2 separate regions of the Gossypium hirsutum genome follow, and region 1 is linked to region 2. A link is a contact called in public Hi-C data. All regions are on one chromosome and are shown on one strand. The core of a region is the stretch at or near the end of the contact, and the rest is flanking DNA. Distances in the headings are between cores, read along the strand shown.

What was found. A called contact is a pair of places that touch in the nucleus more often than the background predicts.
Region 1: a Hi-C map of leaf shows a contact between it and region 2, with 2.0 times the contacts expected there. The contact joins the promoter of LOC107900589 here to the promoter of LOC107901956 in region 2. A contact is called at or near these places in 4 of 34 Hi-C or Micro-C datasets (callus and leaf).

What each region holds. Positions count from the first base shown.
Region 1 is chrD06:56,859,543-56,865,683 of Gossypium_hirsutum_v2.1, reverse strand. LOC107900589 (L-ascorbate oxidase homolog) reads right to left here and starts at 4,111. Exons shown (of 9, transcript XM_016826245.2): 1 at 3,721-4,111; 2 at 3,506-3,615; 3 at 1,948-2,218; 4 at 1,733-1,835; 5 at 1,199-1,544; 6 at 1,077-1,111; 7 at 744-1,074; 8 at 583-661; 9 at 78-483. The coding sequence starts at 3,858. The coding sequence ends at 271.
Region 2 is chrD06:56,590,475-56,597,601 of Gossypium_hirsutum_v2.1, reverse strand. LOC107901956 (ATP synthase gamma chain, chloroplastic) reads right to left here and starts at 1,737. Exons shown (of 2, transcript XM_016828144.2): 1 at 1-1,737. The coding sequence starts at 936. It overlaps LOC107901955 (pentatricopeptide repeat-containing protein At1g11710, mitochondrial), which reads right to left and starts at 4,626. Exons shown (of 2, transcript XM_016828143.2): 1 at 4,291-4,626; 2 at 1,895-4,146. The coding sequence starts at 4,105. The coding sequence ends at 2,141.

The DNA.
Region 1 (6,141 bases), core at 2,862-5,361, 270 kb before region 2:
TGAATCAAGGAGACTCAAAGTCTAAAGCAGAGGTTTCAATTATTCGATAAGGGACGATTAATTTATCATAATATATATAAATTGAATGCCAATCCTGTTATCATAAAAACAACAAAGTTGTTCTAGGAACACAAGGCCAAGAAAGAAATTGGTTCAAAAAGCTCAAGTTGACCTCTAATAATCCGCAATTAACAATCTAATTTTGCTCTTCATATTTCCAAGCTTGCGACATGTCACCCTCTCGTGACATTATTATTCTTGTTAGCTAATTCAGAAAGGCCTTGTATGGCGACCTCTAGCCCGGCCACAGAGAAGGGCGTTCTTCGGGATTGGTAATTCATCTCTCCATGAATTTGCAGGGGAGTAAACCCTGAGATAACACTGCTGGCCTAAATATTGCCTGGCCCAGTTCTCGGACCGTATATTCCACATTCCCACGTTGTCTAAAGCCATGTAGATTGCAGTCCATGACCTGGGATACACCTGCATTTGCTCCAAAAAATATCTAGACTTAGAACTGGTGCTCCTACAATCTCTATAATTGATCACATCTCATGCGCATTGACGGAATAACAGCAATACCTGAGTGGTGCAGCGGGCTACCGTGTCTCTCAAATTGTAGCTTGATCGACTAGCAGGTGTCCATTGACCTCCATTCATCCTGATCAACCAACATTTTAAACACGTGAATCGGATCCTTACATAGAAAATCGAACCTAGAGCATTAGTATTGAAAACCTTACCCTACAACAAAGAAGGAATAGCCATCAATATGCCATGACTGCACAGTGTCCTCCCAATTTTGAAATACAATCTCAACATATTCTCGGAAGTTGGCTGCCATGACAGAGGTCTGAAAGTAGGCATTATTTCCTGAAGGGGGCCAAGTAGGAATGCTTCCAAGATTGAAGACTCCGGGAATCTTGAAGTAATCTGCAATTTTTAATGGAGTATCCGCTGGAACATATGAGACACCATTGACAGCATACCTCTGCTTTCCATTAATATAAGGTGCAGAGTTTGAGAGCATGATAGTGCGGCTTGGAGTGATCAATCCATAATGGTAAGAGCCTTGGGATTAGGTCTAGGTCCACTAGCTGTTAGGTTCCAACTGGTAGAAGAAAAACTATCAGCTTGATAGCCACTTTTAAATGGTTTCAATTATTAGCTTCTGAAAAGAGTTCCATAAGATAAGTACCGTATCGATCTGGCCTGCATGACTGATGGAGCAATTTGTATAGTGGGAGCCCCAGGCACTGGACCAGAAACTCCCCTTTTCGAATTGCTGTAGTGAAGAACGGCAGTTGTTGTGAGCACACGACGAGTGAAGCGTGTAGAGGCAACAACATAGTAATCCTGTGGAATCTGATCAGCAGTTACCAAGAAAGAACATGACTGCCCAAGATGGATATCGAAAGAAGTGTAGGTGTTCTGAAGCGTATGTGATCCTTCAACTTCTATCAGTTTCAGGTTGTGCCCCTGGATCCTGAAGTTAATTGAAGTTGTGAGCCCAACATTCGATACCCTAAACCGGTATGTCCTACCTGAGTTCAAAAACAATGTCCCATGTCACAAACAACTCGCATTGCGTAAAATTTAAAAGCTAAGGTTAAGCGAGAATGGCCTAAACATATCCATGAACTGCATAAAACAGTATTGATCAGGTTTATTGAACAAACAACAGATTCGAGCAACGGATGGGACAGAGACTAGCAAGTTGGCTATTGCTCACCTGGATCAACAGTGAATGTGTATCCATTCCACCCTCGACCATTGATGAGAAGTCCATCGGGGAAGGGAAGGTTATGACCACTGTCCAAGAGACGTCTCAATACCTTAAGAAACAATGAGGGATTAGTCGGTGTGTAGAACATTGATTACAGCTCCAGCCCCCTACTTATATGGTATATCATGTTATTATAACAGATGCAGAAACAGAATTCTTACATAGTGATTTGTCTTATACCAGTCCCCAGCCAGTACAGTGAAATCCCCAGCAGGACTAGGGAAAGGTACAGGGATCTTGGGGCGGCTCCAGATTCTGATAGCACCGTACCCGCCGGCAGCCTTATGGAATAAAAGTGATGGGAAGTAGTAAAAGCTACCAATCTGATCTTTCACTTGGAGAACGTAAGTGAAGTTTTTCCCTGGTCGAATTGGACAGTTTGTGCCAGAAACTCCATCCTGCCATGAGTTCCTCCTTTGCTGCACACCGTTCCTGCAGACCCAAAAAACAGGAGATGACTGTCAAATTTCACATCAATTGCGACATCCAAAAGCCGTTTCAATTTATTTCATAAACATTTAAGTACATGCATACCAAACAGGTAGATAATGGATAATTGGATCAGTCACTAATAAGTACAACATAAACTATGGAAAGTACAAAATAAACCTTTTGAATGATCAATAATATGCAAAGTTCCCAAGCTTTATTAAAGTAATTTGTATAATTCACAGCTTTAATTAAAACTAGGCCTAAACCCGAGGTCTGATACCGTCCTGGTAAACATAATTAAGGACACATCTTTTATTATTCTATAGGCAAGCACATGCATTTAAATAATTTACTGCAACCAGCTCTGCCGTAACTAGGCAGACATTGTTAATTATTTTTATTCATCTTTTAATATTTTAAACATGAATCTCCACAGATGTTAGATGCAGCAGATGCACTAACTGAATTATCATAAAACTATTAACCCATTGAGTCCATGAAAGAGTTATTCGTTATAAAACTTGGATTTAATAATCATTTAACCATGAAAATGAACCATATTGTTAGGGTCTTTCCAAGATAGTAGGGGCGTAACTAAGAGGCCGGTCCCTAAAATGGAAAATTTTTCATTTAGAGCCTTTACAATTTTTAAAATTTTAAATTAGTAAACATAAAATTGCACTTTGCCCCTCTTAAAAATAAAAAATTTGATTTAATCATTTAAAAGTTATAAAGATATAGGCTATTAAAATGGTTAAATTGCATTTTTACTATCGTAAAAATGACAATTTAATTTCGAACCCTAAAATTTTGTTCTGATTCTGCCCCTGCAAGATAGTCTATGAAATAAGAACCAACAAATTGAGAAGTATAAAGGATCAAGGATAAAAACTAGGGATATACTCACGTACCAAATTGAGAAGTAGCTTATAAGGTTTTCCTTGTTATCAAATTTAGCATTAGTTGAGATCTTACTAAAAATAGTAGTCATAAATGCAAATGTCTACCGATGGAAAAATTGTCTACTGTTCAAGCATTTACCTTCAGATCTAAGAAACTCAAAAACTTTCCCACTAAGCTGTAGTTATCTAACTATATACAATGATGAAACCAAAAGAGCACACATTATCTTAAAATGAAAGCTGCATTTTGAGCTAATGCTAAGCTTTCAAGATTTTATATGTACTTTCCTTTGTTCTTTTCTACTTTAACCTTGTCTTCCGAACCAACATTAAGTAAATGATGAACAAAAAGTAAGCATAAATAAAGGAATGTTAGCATGATTACCAAGAGATAAGGAATGGTTCATTTAAGTAGTTATAAACACTGATAATCAAGTTGTCATTAGTAACTGCATCGATATGAGGCCCTGGAAACTGCCCATTTATTAAGATCCCCTGCAATACAGTTTTTCCACATTCCAATCCATTACTCAAACACTTGCTAAACTAGTAGCTTTTAGAAACCAAAAAAAGAAGCCCAGAAAAGAAGAAAGAAAGTACCTGTTGCTTAACTCCAAGAGGGTAAATATCACCGTAGGTGACTTTCCAAGTGATATAACGATAAGGGTTTTCTCCATTAACGCCGAGGAACAAAATGCAAGCAATGAAGCAACAAAGGATAAGCTTGCTGTCTCCCATTTTGTTGACTTCGTTTACTTACTTTAGGATACAAAAGAAAAACAGGAAAAAAACAGGAATCCTGTTTTTGCAAAGTGTTAGATAAAACACAGATCTATAAAAAGTTTAAGGCACCATTGTTGTATCCTTTTTAAATCTTTCTTTCCCTCAGTTTATTCGGGGTTATTAGAATGAGTATGGAGGCAAAAGCAGAGGTCTGTTTTGTATGCAAGTGAAAAAAAGCGTTTTTTTTATAAGATCACATTGCATAATAGCTGTCAATGGGTTCCAATTGAATGCAATTGAATCTAGTGAGAAGCGGTGGTCCCAGCTTAATCATGTCCCTATTTAGCATCACATGGGTCGAGTTCATATGGTGGGACCGTCAGTAGCCGCTTGATATTAGCCCCTTCAGAACTGATAAAACGAGCTTGTGATATATGGAACATTGTTAGTAAAGGCTGTCAAGTCTAAGCAACAAGACAGGAATCAACCCCAATCACGTGCAAAGCTTGGACTTGCCTAAGTTCATGTGCCCATTGTCCGAATTTGGTAGCGAACAAGACTGTTGTGTTTTGATACTGATGCCGTCTTCCATTTTCCATTGCAATGGCACCATTAACAGACTGGAGAAAATGGTCAAAGAAAGAACCATTATTAGATTAAAGAACTTTCATGTTTAGATTACTTCGTGCAATACTCTGTGATGAATAAAATATATCGGCGAACAATACGGCGAGAAAAATGGTTGAAACATCCAATACCTTTCACATGGTGACAACCTAGGAAGAAATAGAACTATATCACGGGGTTCCATCCAACGGCCAGGTTGGCTGCTTTGAGAGTGGTTCACTATTATTGCAGTTGCAGAATGTTGATGGGTGGTATTCTTTAATCAACAAATGGCAAAGCATAAGATCCAACAATGAGGCGAGGCCACTGCAGTTGAATTAGATCACCCCATAGCTTTGGTGCACCTACAGGGATTGGGGAAACCAAACAATATGTAAAAGCTCCGGGATTATACTGTCCTTTATTGAAAACGGAGATAATGTCCATGCACTTAACATCTATATGAGGAGAGAAATGGATATTAAGGCTTAAAGGAAGTAGAAAAAAGTTAATGAATGCGTCTTACAGAAAATAAACCCGGCTCCCCATCGAAAGTCCAAAGTGGTAATGGAGATGGTGAGAGATGGCTTCAAAAGATGCGCGGTCATGCAGAAGCAGACGAGGAGTGGTTATATATTTGTACAGAAGATTAGGGTGTTCGGTGTGATTGGGTCCAAATCGCATTTTGTTAAGAATTTATTTTCCTCTCGTAATTCATGAAATAAAAATTTATTTAAAAGACTGGAAAAGCATGTGAAAAAAAATATCAGACTCTGACTCTAAGTTATCACTATTTGTCATTCTTCGCAGTTCATACAATAGTTTCTAAAAAAAGAGTAAATTTAATTACTTAATTGTTTAAATTGATTACTGCCTCACCTAGTATTTTTTTTAACTTTGGATTAGAATTAGTGATTTTTCTATAGTTAGTTTAAAATAGTTTTTTTGATTTATTTGCAACGCATGTTAAAATCTGGATGCTCAAGATGGTGTCAAGTTTGCTATAAATAATGCGCAAAAGTTGCTCTGTTTTAGTTTTCAAAAACAGAGTATCGTCTTTCTCCAACTTTTTATTTTATTTAATCTTAATGAGGTTTATATTCTATGTTATAATCTTGCTTAATTTGCTGAGCTTATAATATATGCTTTAAAATCAGTGGCGGACCCTGTATCCTAATCACGGAGACCTAGCTAAAATTCAATGGTTGGGGTGAAAATAGTAATTTATAGACCGAATTGATCTAATTCAGTTAATCGTTCAGTTAAAATTTTTTAAAAATTTTAATTAACCGTTAATTCAGTTTAAAATCGAATAATTAACCGAATTAACTGAACTTAATAAATAATATTATGTATTATATGTATTAGGCTATTACTAGTTCGGTTAATTCGGTTAAATAAACATTATAAATTTATTTATTTTGACATATTTTATGCTTATTTTAACAAAAAGCTATATAAATTTCGATTCGGTTCGATTCACTGTTTGGTTGACTAGCATTACAAGTATCATTACTTTTTCTCTTTAAAAAAATATCAATTGTTTTACTTTTTCATTTTTTGCAATCCTGAAATTTAATTTTATAAAATTATAAAAAAATTAAAATAACTGAAATATCCTGTAACAATAAGAATTAAAAAAAATGAGAAGACTTCATCGAAAACAAGTGAAAGAAAGCGGAACAAGTCATA
Region 2 (7,127 bases), core at 488-2,987:
GAGATAAAGAGGCAACAAAGCATCAAGAATCTGAACTGGGTCCTGCTCAAACTGCAAAATGGGAGAGAAATCAGCTGTCTGAGTCCTCATAACTTCTCTCTCCACCGTCAGTTTCCCTTCCCTGGTTGTCAATCTGAAGAACTCATCCTCAGCAGCATCAACACAAACACCATTTACATCACAGATTTCACCCTTTGGTGACAGTGGAAGCAAAGTATGAATCACAGGATCAGACTTAACCAAGGATACGAATTTGGTGTACAAAAGCTCCACTTTATCGACTTCTTCACTAACAAAGAGTGAAAAAACATCATCAGCAATTGCCTGAGCTTCTTTAGCTGTAGGGAGTGAGCTACCATCTAGGAATTTGTCCACTGGGATGTAGGGCCTGCGGATGAAATATGAATTACCCTTTTTCCCCACACTGATTATTGTATAATCAAGTCCAAGCTGCTTCAATTCTGCAATTCTAGCTTCAGCTTTCTTGATGATAGCATTGTTAAAACCTCCACAGAGACCACGATCACCAGTAACAACAACCAAAGCAACTTTTTTGACAGGCCTGACGTTTGTGAGAGGAGCATCTATGTCTTCAGTCTGGAGCTGTTCATTGATGTTGTAAAGAACTTCAACCAGGGACTCAGAGAAAGGTCTGCCATTGACAACAGCTTCTTGTGCTCTCCTAACTTTAGCAGCAGCCACAAGTTTCATGGCTTCAGTGATCTTCTGCGTGTTCTTTACTGAATCAATACGGTCTCTAAGCTCACGAAGACCACAGTGAACTGGGGTTACAGATGAGGACCTGGAAGGGTTACCGGGGGTTGAGCTCTGAGATGGGAGCTGAAAAGGGCTGATGAAAGAACGGAAAGAGAGTGAAGAAGTGTCAGAAAGAGAGGGTTTTGAGGACACCCACATTGTCAGATTTGAGCAAGACATGGTGACAATGGATCCCGGAGCTCTACAAAGGATTGCAAAAGAAATTTACTCTAAAGAGAGCAAGAGAAAGAGCTTTTTCCTACAATGGCTTGCTTTTGTATTTTGATTTTTATCAAGTCTTATCCTTTTGTGTGTTGGAGAGTAGTTTCTGGTATGGAGGAAATCAGAGGGAATGTGTGGAAGTGAGAGGGAGGGAATGGATGAGGTTTTGGGATAAGGATTTTGAAATTTTGGTCCATTGATTTTTCACCATTACATCTTGATGGGGCCTTTTTGAAGTGGCAACCTCCTAATGGTTGCTTCTTGGATCTTAACTTGATAGGTTCCCTATTCTGAAAGGTATATGCCACTCCATGAATTTTGATACTTTTCAACCATACTTACAATATTTACTTGTGTTAATTTCCAGGAAATATGTGTGGAAAAGGTTTGTACCTGATAAGAAAAGCCATAGACTTTATGTTGCAAAAAAACTGATTTTCTGTAAAAATGGTTGGAGAACAGGTCAAAAGAGCTTTATGATTTGAATGTCTATCATACTTCCATACAAAATAATCAAAAGATTACATTTCAGAAAACAAATGCGTTGCCTTCGACATATTGCTGGTGTTTTATACCCTGTAACAATAAGAAATGAGGAAAAAAAAAGGAACAAAAAAGATGATGAAATTTCAAGGCCACACATTCATGGACCGATACATCATTAGTCAAAATTATGCAGAAGATCAATTCCAATTTAACAGGTCGAAACATCTTGCATCAGAACCGAAATGCTCCATCATCTTCCTAGATCAGTGTTGCAAGAGCTTTTAACTGTCAATGTCTACTCCTTTGAACCTATGAGATTTAGAGCTCTAGGTAATGAGAAAGGAAAGAACAGGCCAATTCAAGAACTTCCAGGCCCCTGAATGCATATCCAACTTATAAACAAAACAGAAACAATCATCATAACATCATCTTTTCCTAAAACTGTTTTTCGAGTAGAAAATTTCACTTAATAATACATACAATGGCATAAATTAGCAACCTGTCGTGTTCGACAGCTGCATAATTGGCTACAATCCACACCATAGGCGAAATCCCTATATTTATTTGACATAAAGAAAAAGTTCTCAGTTGTTCGTTATCTGATGACAATGAATAAGAATGAAGGGGGGGAAAAATCAAAGGCAACTGAACTAACATGAGTAAGAAAATATAAAAACTAAACTCTTGTCTCCTCATTTTCTTCCCCAAGGAGGGGTCTGACAATAGCTTGATACGTCTGTCGGTAAGGAACCACTCCGTTAAGCACCATGGAGTCATGCAATTCAATAACTTCATCTGCGCTACAATTCTTAGCAGAACATGTAATGAGCATCGCGTATGTTATAAAATCAGGAATCAGGCCCTCTAGAACCATTCTCTTCGTTAGTTCTTTTGCTTGTTGAATGCACCCACACTTGCAAAGAAAGTTTATCAATGTATTGTAAGTTACTGTGTTTACAAACCTCCCTACCTTTCGCATCTCCATTAACAGAGAAAATGCCTCGTCCATATTACCACAGCTGCAATAACCGTTAATGAGAGTATTATATGTTATAGCATCAGGTAAACCCAGACTCTTTAATGAATCTATCATCCGTCTTGCAGCATCCATTGACATCTCCTTGCACAATCCATTAAGAATAGAGTTATATATCACTATGTTGGGCTTTTTCTCCACCTTCATCTTTTCGTAGACCCAAACAGCACTTCCTAGTTTCCCTTCCTTGCAATACCCATCAATTAAAGCACCATAGGTGACCAAGTCTGGAATTAAACCACGGATGAACATGCTACCCACAAGTTGCATGGCTCCTGATAAATCATTGCTTTTACAAAGGTAATTGATGAGAATATTGTGTGAGAATGTGTCTTCAATGACATTCTTTTCCATAATCTGGCAATGAAATTTAAAAGCTTGCATCACATATCCATTTCTGCAAAGCCCCTGTATAAGAGTAGAGTAGGTGAATTGATCAGGGAATACATGCTTGTCAATCATGTCCGATAATACTAAAGAAGATCCCCCGATATCACCTTCTGAGTAAAGCCAATGGAGGATTGAATTATAAACAACTGTATTAGGCATCAAGCCCCTTTCCACCATTTCATCACACAATCTTAATGCCTCCTCCAAACACCCTCCTCGTGCATAACCATCTATCATTGCTGCATAAGACCTTACATCAGGCTTGACACCTGCCTTAATCATATCATTAAGGACTTCTTCTGCAAACGCAACTTTACCTAATTTGCAAAACCCGTTAATGATAGAATTATAAGTTACGGTGTTGGGCGAAACAAAGTTCTCTGACATTACTCCCATCTTTTCAACTAGCTTCAAAGCAAGCTCTATGCCACCCACCCTACAAGCTCCATCTATTATCATGTTGAAAGTAACAATATTAGGCAGGATCCCACTCTTCAACATCCGATAAAATGTTGAAATAGCTTCTAGCAATTTACATTCCTTACAAAGAGCATATACAACCAAGTTAAAAGTATTCAAATTCTCAATATACCCGTAAGAAATTATTTCCTTATACATGTTCCAAAATCTAACAATTTCATTTAACTTCAATAGTTGACTCAAAAAATTATTCCAAGCATGAATAGTAACAAGACGGCCCTCCATTCTCAACTTCTTAATAACTAAGTAAGCACCTTCGGTTGCACCACATCGAGTGCAAGCTCTAACCAATGCATCAAAGACGGCTGGACATGACTTACAAATTTCATAACTATCCAACAAACCATCCAAAACTTCCATTGGGGTCATTCCATCTACATGTATTAATTTCTCCATTATAGACAATGCATCATCGAATCGCCTCGACTTGACCAACACATGAATTAGAGCACAACGCGATGTCAATGAGAGTGGGAACCCTTTTTTCTCCCCAAACCAATCGTAAAATTCCAAGGCTAACTGAGGTGAGTTCTGAAACTCGCCAACAACACGACTCACCAATGCATTTGTAAGACTTGGGAACACTTGATCCAAGAATTTCCATCTTCTATGCTTTAAATTAACACAAATCGCTCTGAATACAATGTCTTCACTATTTGGGCAAGAGAATTGCTTACCTAAATGCAATCCTCGGTTGAAAAAGCAACTTCTTTGGACAAAAAGAGCAAAAACCATAGAAATATCGATACCCAATTCATCAAAAGCAACACTTCTTTCTGTAAAAAAGAATAAAACGGAAAAAGAAAACCCAAATCACTATAGCAACATAAAATCTGCTTAACTTACAAGAGAGGGGGAAAGAAGAGAAAGTTGCAGTCTAAAAATGAAACACGGCAAAGAAAGAGATGAACTAAGCTTACAACAATACTACTAGCTTCTAAGCAGCTCCAACGGAGTGTGTCTTGAAGAACGACTGCCGACGATCTTAGGTGTAAAGAAAATATAAAAGTGACTGCTAAGATTAGTGCAAACAAAAACGGTGAAATGTTTTTAACTTTCCGGTTGCCACCGGCTCCAATGTCGGCAACTCATGATATCGCTCATGGGCATTGCAATCATGGGTTGTTTGTTATTCCTGGGCTTTAATTTTGTCCACTAATATTTTCCCTTTTTGCTGGGCTTGATCAACCTTATACTGGGATAGATTTATGGGGTTAACTTTCTCGTTGGCCACTTTAAAAATCAAACAAGATGCAAAGAAAATATCATCTGCCAGTTGGGCTAGAAATAAACTTTGTTTTTCGGCTTAATACCACTTTTGGCCCTTGTACTATAGCTAAATTATCATTTTAGTACCTGTACTATTTTTATCAATTTGACCCTTATACTTTATTTTTGTTATCAGTTTGGCCCCTGCTCTTAATCCCTGTTACCCACCCAAATTTTTGTTAAAAATTAAACCAACCAATGAAACACTACCACGTGTTAAGGGGAAAAAATACATAAAATTTCTAAAATTATAAAAACGAAAAAAATCATTAAAAATTCAACACCCAAAAATCCTTAAAACTCATAAATTATAAAAAACTAAAAAAATAATCTATTATTAAAAAATTTAAATTATAAGCATGCAAAACATAAAAAAAGTTCATAAAATTAATAATATATATTTATTGGGAATTTTATGCTTTTAAAGTTTTTAGAATATTATGAATTTTTTTTAGAATTTTATGGTATTTTTTACTTAAGAAAACTTAAAATTCCTTTTAAAATATCAAAAAAAATCATAAAAATACAAAAAAAAAACCCTAAATTTTCTCAAAACAATACATAAATTTTTAAAATTTTCATAAAATTCTCTCAAAACAATACATAAATTTTTAAAATTTTTCATAAAATTCTAACATTTTATAAAAACCTTAAATTCAAAACAAATGGATTTATTTTAATTTTATGATTTTTTTTGAAGTTTCACATACTTGTAATTTTAATTATATATATGATTATTTTCAAATAGATAATTATTTTTTCTTATTTTTAATAATTTCCTGAATTTTAATATTTTGGGGATTTTTTATTTTATTTTTATTTTTATTTTTTGAAAATTATCAAAAATAACATCTAAAAATTATAAGTAAAACTTCAAAAAAAATTAAAAAATTATAAAATCTAAAAAATATGTTTGTGTTATGAATATCTTATTAAGTAAATGTCCATCAAGATCAAGATGAGTTTTGATGTACTTTAAATTCTAATAGTCATTAAAAGTAGATATCTACTTCATTTATACTTCTTACGTCTATAAATAGAGAGTTTGGAGAAGTTTTGTAAATATTTCGATTAATCAATAAAATACGCTCTCTTTTTTCTCTCTTATGTTCTTTGTTCTTTATTCTCTGCCTTTTTATTTTATACTAGTTTGTTTGGAATTTTAGGTTTTAGAAATTTTTAGAATTCTTATGAAATTTTTTAAAAAATTTATGGTTTTTTTAAAATTTTAGGAATTTTTGTTTTTTATTTTTTATGAAAATTTTAATATTTTTAAGGAATTTTGAATTTTTTAAGTAAAAAATACTATAAAATTCATAATAATCTTAAATTTTCTAAAAAAAAACTAAAATTTGTAATAGCCTGTTTTTCAATGGTGTCGAAAATAGTGGTTTCGGGACCACAAATTTGACAAGCGAACCCGTAAATATTATTATTTAATATTTACGAGTCAATTATAGTATTAAAATAAATTTTGAATTGGAAAATTATGTTATTTGAATGATAATTAGGTTTAAGTGGTATGACCCTAAAGTCAAATAGTTTTAGAAAATGAGGTATCGAGACCTCGTTTCTATAAAATGAATCATAAATATTTTATTAAATATTCATGGAGTGCTATTAAGGTTTTATTAAAGTTTCATTAAGAAAATTTAATGTTTAGATAGTTAATTAATTGAAAAGGACTAAATTGTAAAAGTTGAAAAAGTTGATTTCTATTAGTTAATTGGATCAATTAGCTTTGAAAAGGTGAATTAATGGACTTAAATGGTAAATATGCATATTTATAGTGGAAAATTATGGGCTTGCTTTGTAAATTTTTAAATTAAAATCTTAAGGGTAAAAAGGTAATTTGATAAATAAAACAAAAGCTATCTTTTCTTCTCTTCTTCTCCAATCGAAAAAAATAATGAAGGAAGCCATGTTTTTTGAGTGAAGGGTTGGCCAAGCTCCAAATTGATGCATGTAAGTTCATTTTTCATTTATTTCTTATAATTTTTATGTTTTTGAAATCGTTGCAATTAGACCCAGCTAACCCGTATCTCTGTTTTTGAAATTATTAAATGTTTTATAATGTGCTATGGATGAGTTTGAGATGTTTTTGAAAGTTTATGATAGATTTTTAAGCTTTGTTTTTAAATAGACATATTTTATTAAGTAAATTTTGATGATTTTAAGGTATAATGACTTATTTATGAAAATGGTAAAATTAAAGGAAAATATTTTAAATGGATGATAAATATGGGCTGTTATAAAAATAGGTAAAAATTGGTTTGCATGAATTTTAATTAAAAATGATGAAATTTCAAATTTCGAGTTTGGGGACTAAATTGCAAAAAGGGTAAACTTTGAGGGTAATTTTGTAAATTTTCATTATTATGGGTTATAATATAAATTAATTATTTTAAATTCTGGAATGTGATTAATTGAATAAAAATGGTTAATTTTCATATTTTGAACTTAAGGACTACATTGTATAAAAGTAAAA